Regions from separate parts of the Sus scrofa genome. Here region 2 is linked to region 1. The links are chromatin contacts, called in public HiChIP or PLAC-seq maps. All regions are on one chromosome and are shown on one strand. The core of a region is the stretch at or near the end of the contact, and the rest is flanking DNA. Distances in the headings are between cores, read along the strand shown.

Region 1 (3,763 bases), core at 942-3,441:
ATAATTCATAGTTTTTTCATCCATAGATTTTTAATCATAATTGTCCAAATATAACTATGGTTGGCCAATTTTGAAAACACCTTGGTTTTATCCTTTTTTATTCTATGATAATGCTTTGCTAATTGACACTTTAGGATTATCTTGTTTTATTCCTGTTAAATTATACTATGTTGATAGGTCCTTTTTCTGAATGCAAAACACCTTTCTCGGAGAGAAACGTTACTTGAACTATATCAATATAGAAGAAGAAAGGATTCATTTTTATGGTATCTCTTTAAGAAGGAGGGTTTTGTTTTTTGTTTTTTGTTTTTTGTTTTTTTTTTTTTTGTTTTGTTTTTGGCTTTTTAGGGCCTCAACTGAGTCACATGGACATTACCAGGCTAGGGGTTGGATTGGAGCTGCAGCTACTTTCCTACGCCACAGCTCATGGCAACGCCAGATCCTTAACCCACTGAGTGAGGCCAGGGAGGGAACCCTAGTCCTCATGGATGCTAGTTGGGTTTGTTACTGCTGAGCCATGATGGGAGCTCCCAAAGAAGGAGCATTTTTTTTTATTGAATTAGTATTATAGATAATAATGTAAGTGAACATTATGTAATGAAAACTATAAAGTAAACCAGTGATTTTTATTAATTTAAAAAGTCTTTTTTGTTTTCCAGATTATCAAATGAGGCAGAGAGATTTTAGAGATGTTAGTAATTATATCATTACAGGAAAATAATTAATTGATTTGCTAGGAATTTTATCTTGGGTCCTATTCATCTCTGGGATTCATATTTGAAATTTAGCCAGTCTCTTAAAATTGTGTTTACTCTTGGTCTATGTGTATAACTTTTTCAGGGAGAGGGTCCATATGTCATCAGATCCTCAAAGAGATGCTTAACTCCACTCATTAAGAAAGATAACCTCCCCTGTTTTAGAGGTCACCAGTCTCCCAAGCCATTTATATCAATGTTGGTTAAATGAAAGCCAGCTTTCCCTTTTCCTCTTGCCATATTAGGAGGTAGAGTCTAAAAAGAGAACTGAGAATTTGGTGGTGATGGAAGTGGGGGTTCTAATAATTACATTAAAAAATGCAATGACTGTACAATATAACATGTAGACACAATTATATCACAATATATGGTTTTGATAACATGTTCATATTTGTTTGCACATCTCCTCTGGGCAGTGCATTTATAAGGTGAGGCATAGAGATGGATAAGGCATGGGTTCTTTCCTCTGAGAGGGAGGCCACACAGATATTCATTCACATTTGATTATTGAGGCGATGGAAGTTCTGTGATGAAACTGCTTGTACCCGGTTCTACAGGTACAAAGCAATCAAGGAGATTCCTGAGTCCTTTATACTATAATATGCTTTCTATTGCCTGGCATGTAATTATTACCCATACATTTTTACTTATTCCTCTTATATGTGAATTTAAAATGTCATATTTGTTCTGCTTCCATTAATGCAGTTTTGAATGATGATTCATCAGTGCAGTGGCCTATTTTAGTGAACCACAATAGCTTGGGTAGAAAGAAAAAAAAAAAGATTCAACATACTCAGGAATGGAAAGCAGCCATCTTTTTATAGCTAAAATTGCAAACATCTGGCAATTACTCTATTCTACCTCCCTTCAAAAAAAGAAGAATCGTCCGTTCAACTGTGGAGCCTGCCACTGTGTTTAATCAAGGCAGCTATGCAAGCCTCAAGGAGCGATAGGTTTTGATTCAAGGAGGCCATTGCCTAACCCAGTTGGCCAGACTCTCTTTGGAAAATACACCATTTAATACTGCCCATATGCTACTGTGTTATGTAATGATAATAATGGTAATATGGCAATTAATGGCTGTAGAAAATCCGTATTTGCTTTCCTGCCCTAGCTCATTTGTGGTGTCTTTTATGATAGCTTTTATGTTTTTGCAACTTAACTGTTCAGGTCAAGTTTGCCTCTCTCCATCCTCTGGAGCTTTTCGTATTCCTGAGTCGAAGGTTCAGCTATATCAATGCAAGTCATACTTACTGATTTGATTTTTATTATAAACTGGTCTAGTAAAACGTTGAGGGAACAAATTCATTTCTTTTGAAAGCCTGACAGTGATCTTATAGTCAAAAAACAATCCACTGTGCCTATGATTCCCTCATACCCCACCCTTTTTTCTTATTATGATAATTGCTTGTGAAACTAGTTCTTCCCTCCCTGGCAAAAGTCAGCTCTGCTGGCAGGGGAAGTGAGAATGACGGGTGGTTTGCAATAAGGGCTGAGAGTCAGAACTTCTGCATTTTTCTCTTGGGGCCAATGCCAGCTTTCACTCTGGCCATGACCAATGTACTCACCTTTCTATTCCCCATTTACCTTTCTCTTCCTCTGAGCCACTGAAGGGGATAGGTGGACTTTTCCCTTCCCAGGTTCTGCCAACCTTGCTGTCACTGTTTGCGTTTGGCTCTAGGGTATCTTGGTCAATGATCATTATGTGAAGGGATGGAAAAGATGTAGTTTAAAAAAAAAAAAGTTTCAATGGCATGGCAATTTTCAAAAACAACCTCAAGTACTAAAAATAGGATGTTTTCTGGTGTTATAGTGTTAGCATTTTATGGTACTTGGAAATCATAGGCATGCAGTGGGGGCCATGAGCTTATTATACCCTTGCTTTTTATGCCTTTGGTAGAACTATGTTCAATACCAAAGCCACTGCCTTAGCTTTGATATTATAATTTTACTAAGCTGTCTCTCCTGCCAGTCTTCCCAAAATCCCACTGAATTTTGCAAACATTTCATTAACTTAACTGCAACTTTACAAAAGTTGAGATTGTGATTGGGGGGGGGGGTTCTGTTTAAAAACATATATAAAGGGAAGAAAAGAAGCAAGAACTCCTAATAACCTAAAATGCATATCTTAGTACAACTATTCCATAGAGACCTTGATGGAATAATGGTCTCTGGAATCTCAAAATGTGTGTCTCCCTTTCTCTGTCTGTATCCAGTAAATTACTGATAGTTCTAGCTTTTCTCCCTCATGAGCACATCTTAGAACTTGGACTTGTTATAGGCAATATTGTTGCCCAGTGCTTTTCTCCTTGATGACCTTCCTAAAGTGGAAGAGCCTGTGCCACTTTATGGCTGTGTTGTACTCTTACTTAAGGGCTTAAAAATCCACAAACTTTTTAGAACACAACCTGTGCTATATTGCAGAGGACTTTAAATGTCTCAGTAGTTCTCTACCTTCACGACATGCAAGAATCACCTGGGGAACTTTAAAAAAATGCTGAGACTTGGCCTTCACTCTCAGATAATTCTAATATAATTGGTCTAGGATAGGCACCTTTTCTTTTTTAAAAACATTTTCCAAGTCTTAGAACCACTGAGACAGTCCAATCTCTCCTCTGATACTTGAGTTCCTATCACGTCTAACAAGATGTTTTTCATGCTTTTCTTGAATATTTTTAGTGTGTGAAACTGAAACTGCCCTTTCTGTCTTTGGACAGTTCTGAGTTTTTGGAAAGTTTGTCTTTATTTTGATTAGAAATCTGCTCTCATAAAATGTGGACATATTTTTTAATCTTAGGAATTTATAATCTTTAGCCATGGAGTTTAGTTAGTACTTAAAGTTTTAAAAATGTGCCCTCAGGGAGGAAAAATCTGTAACAATCTGATCACATCGCTTGAATGGTAACCAGTTGTCATTAAATAGGACCTCTTCCTTAACCACTTTTGAGTTAGGAGTCTCTGGAAAGGAATGGTGAAGAACAAACAGAAAAACAAATTAAACAAATGTT
Region 2 (3,901 bases), core at 952-3,451, 750 kb after region 1:
TTATAACACATCTCTTCTTGGACTCGCCTGATGTGGGCTGTGTCTGCTGTACCCAAGGAGATGTAACTAACACAGTACAGTAAGCAAACATCTTTCCCATTTAAAAGAACAAAACAATGGAGGTGGGGAGATGTGAGCCTTTGTTGCATTTTGTCCCTCTGTTCTTCCCTCTCTGCCGCCTCCTCAAAATTAGTCCTTGTTCTCCTGCCAGCTGCTCTGGCTTCTGATCAAGTGAATCCCCTGAAGTGAATTTGGGGGAGGAGGGGAGGAGAGAGCCCCTCAGGGGGTGGACCTCTTGTTAGTGCCTGCCTTCTGCCTGGTGTGCTGGAGGACTAGAGCTATTCAATAGCCCTTCAGTGGTTTTGTGGGAAAGAGAGAAGGATGGAGTGTGCTCAGAGTCTTCTCTTTTGTGTAAGCTTTTAAAATAGCCTCTTGCTTATGGTACTATGGTAGGGAGAGCACAACTGCCTGACTGCACGGGGAAAGTACAGTGGGAGAAGCAGCTAGATGGAATGTACCTAGCCTAGGTGGGGGTCTCAAAGACCTGGATTCTCACCTTGACCCTGCCGTTCATACTAGAAGCATGTCACTTGACTGGGGCTTGGTTCCTCCCCATGTAAAGTAGGGGATAATAACCATCTATGTGAAAACATTCACACATTGCAAAGAAATCGTGGTATTCCAGCATGTGATGTGGCTTCTCCTTACCCCTCCTGCTAGAGCTCCTGCTCCTCTGAGTTTCCTTTGCTTTGCTCATGATGACTTCCTTCCTATTTCATAAAGCATGATGGATGCCTTCTCATGGACATTCTTTTCCAGGGGAAAAGTTGACCTTTGCATTTTCTGCAATCAGCTGGAGCAGTATGAAACTTCAGGGTAGGAATTCCCTTACTCAGGAAAAAAAATAGTCTTTGTGGATTCAAAAATGAATGTTTCCAGGTTTATCCTCCCCATATTTTATGGGGACATTTAGTACTATATTGGTACATGCTAAAGGCATAGTGAAGAAATGAATACATATTCCTGAGAGTCTTTTTGTGTGTGTGTGTTTATGTGTGTGTGTGTGTGTGTGTATGTTCCAAAGAATTGTCCTTTCTTTGTGACTTGTGCTTTTCCTTCACCAAATAGCAGGAAATGAAAAGCTGGTAAGAGGGTCTTCTTTAAGGGCATTGGATAGATGCCTGGGGCTTCTTTTCCTCAGCCCTGGGGACGGTGGGTTGGGAATCCAGTCACCTGAGTTTGTGGTCTTGTGGACTTGTATTGTCATTATCCAGTCTTATTACCCCACATCGACTCTTTCATGGGGGATTTCATCCCATATCTCAGAGAACCATGTATCCCTTAAGAGCTGAATGCTTTTCTCAGGACTCCTGGTAGCTCTCACAGGGCCTGATACATGACTGGCTGCATGGAGTAGTGGGGAAAAACACGAACCACAGGAAGTCAATTCAGGGGACAGGAACAGGGAAGGTTTATGGACATCGGGTTTTTATTAGAATGCTGTGTTTACTTGGAGGGTCCCCTATTTTAAACAACTTGGAGAGGCCCAGGGAAAGAGTAACCAAATGATTGAAAGAGTTGCATGTGGGTTATTTAGCTAAAGGTTTTATAAGACTTCACTTAACTCAGGGAGAGGGAAATTACTTTGCTTCAGTGCCATGCATTTTTCATCTGTTTGTGTTTGAATAGCAAACCCAAATTGGATTCTCTTTAGAGCCTGGAACCCAGTGGGTGCTCAGGGAATATGTGTGGAATGAATGATTCAGTGTTTTCCTCCCGAGTTGCTGATTCCTGGCTAGCCAATATACTGTCGTCTTCTTTCAAGGGCTGGGTTGTGCTAGGAAGCTAGAGGGTCACAGGAAAGAAGATTGATTTTTAAATCAAGTATAACCACTCTATTCAATATCAGGGAAGATATCTCACTGAGTGGTATGCGCACATGTACGGCCTACACACGTGTGCATGCATGTGCATACGTGTCCGGGGGAATGATAGAAGAAAATATTTGGGGGAGAAAAATTATTTCCAAACCACAAATTGATTTGACACAGCCTGAAAAGAGCAACTGAAAGTATTGTTAGGCCTAGGGCCACTGGGAAGCATCTGGGAAGATTTGAGTAACTGGGGGGTTAGGGGGTGGTCCTGGAAACTTCCTCAGATGGGTCCCGCCTGTCATTGCTAGTTCGCTGTTGCCCTCTGCTGGCGAAACTGTTGTAATCCCAGGAAACTGCAAATCTCCTGGAGCAACTAGGTTCCCAGTTTCCATGAGGAGGTCTAGGTTCCCTCCCTGTCAAAAGGGTGATGAAGGGAGAGCTGAGGATGAATGGATGTGTGGTGGAAGGGTGTGGCAAATCGTCTGCCAGGAAAGACAGGCTCTCATAACCGAGAAGATGAATCTTATTATTCTAATATTTTTATTCCGTACTCTGTTGATTTGCTAAGACCTTGCTCTCTCTTTGGCTCTGTGCTGGGCACAGTAATGGACCCAGATAGGACTCAGGTGCTGTCTTTACCCCCAGAGGGCCTCTCATCAAATGTGGGAGAAAGAGAAGGACAAGTACAGGAAATTGTGACTAAGACCACAATGGAAGCACTGATAAAGGCTTTTGTGTATTTAAAGGCAAGAGATGACATCTACTTGAAGGTGAGGGACGTGAGGGGAAGGTGCCATTAAATAGGTAGCATTTAAGCTGGGAACTTGAAGGATAGTGATTTTTTATTTCAAAATATCTCTTTTCTCATAAAACTAGAATGTTTATCATAAAAATTAAACTCTGGCTAAAAAAAAAAAGCATGAGAAGAAGTGAAAGTCATTGGAAATCCCATCACTCAGAAAAAATAAGTATTAACATTTTCATCTATGTACTTTGTTGTTGCTACAAAATTGGAATTATACTGAAGGTAATATTTTGTATTCTGCTTTGTCTCACTTTATGGCATGAACATTATCCCAATGTTACTGATTTTTTTAAAAATGTGCTATTTTATGGGGGCATATTTCAATGTGTAAACCCGAGTATAGGATTCTTCAAGCAGAATGAGGCAAAGCATGTAGGTTGCATTTCACAGAGATGATTAATTCTTCATTAATTTTTCATTAATTCATTTCAGAAGCATTTTTTGGGTACCTATTGCCTTGGAGACACAAAGCAAAGAACTGACTCTGTGAAGTGTACAGTGTAGGAGACTGACATTAATTAGGTAATCATAGAAGTAACTATAAAATTGCATCTGAGATAAGTACAGTGAAGGAGAAATGTGCTGTTCTAAAGTCTATATTAGAAAGAAGAGAAGTGGTCACAGAGATCTGGAAAAGTGTAATGCCACAGAAAGGAGTAATTGAGCTCAGCACTATAGGCGCTAAGTAGGTACAGTAGATCAGGAAGAACATGGTCAGCAAAGGGAACAGCATGTGCAAAGTCCCTTCAGTAGGAGCAGGCATCGTAAGTCCAAGAAACTGAAAGAAGATCAAGGAGAAGGGCGTGCAGAGGCCTGGCCTGAAATGAAGTTGAAGACATAGGTCAGACCTGACCCTGCAGAGCTTTTTAGACCAGGTGAGATTTTTTTCATTTCTCATAAGGGCTATGGAAAACAGTTGAACTTTTTGAAGCCAGAGTTGGTATGTGTGGGGGGCAGGGGGAGGCGGGTAAAAGGCCGGATGTGTTTTTTTTTTTAAAAGGTCTACCTCATTGCAGTATGGCGACAAGATTGGGAGGGAACTAAAGTTTATGCAGATCCATCAGGCCCAGGTGGCTAGTAACCCAAGCCCATGAAAAGGTGGTTGCAATAGTCCAGGCAGGAGATGTGGGCAGACTGGATTAAGATGGTGAAAATAAAGATGGAGAGACGTGGATGGTTTTGAGAGATGCTGGGGAGTAATATGTTTAGGACTTAGCATGAG

What was found. HiChIP or PLAC-seq counts read pairs in DNA pulled down with a chosen protein or histone mark.
Region 2: a contact with region 1 is called in an H3K27ac HiChIP or PLAC-seq map of alveolar macrophages. The contact joins two enhancer-like sites. A contact is called at or near these places in 1 of 47 Hi-C or Micro-C datasets (embryonic fibroblasts) and 1 of 2 datasets of contacts at active chromatin or transcription factors (alveolar macrophages).

What each region holds. Positions count from the first base shown.
Region 1 is chr13:126,027,215-126,030,977 of Sscrofa11.1, forward strand. All of the region lies in intron 3 of LPP (lipoma-preferred partner), which reads left to right. Among named protein-coding and RNA genes, the nearest start is that of LPP, 250 kb to the left of the region's middle. Within about 2 kb of position 2,192, at least 7 of the 83 cell types and tissues checked have an H3K27ac peak or open chromatin away from gene starts, as enhancers often do. A contact at or near this core is called in alveolar macrophages, where this site is marked.
Region 2 is chr13:126,781,565-126,785,465 of Sscrofa11.1, forward strand. The region is part of intron 4 of TPRG1 (tumor protein p63-regulated gene 1 protein); the gene reads left to right. Among named protein-coding and RNA genes, the nearest start is that of TPRG1, 250 kb to the left of the region's middle. Within about 2 kb of position 2,202, at least 3 of the 83 cell types and tissues checked have an H3K27ac peak or open chromatin away from gene starts, as enhancers often do. A contact at or near this core is called in alveolar macrophages, where this site is marked.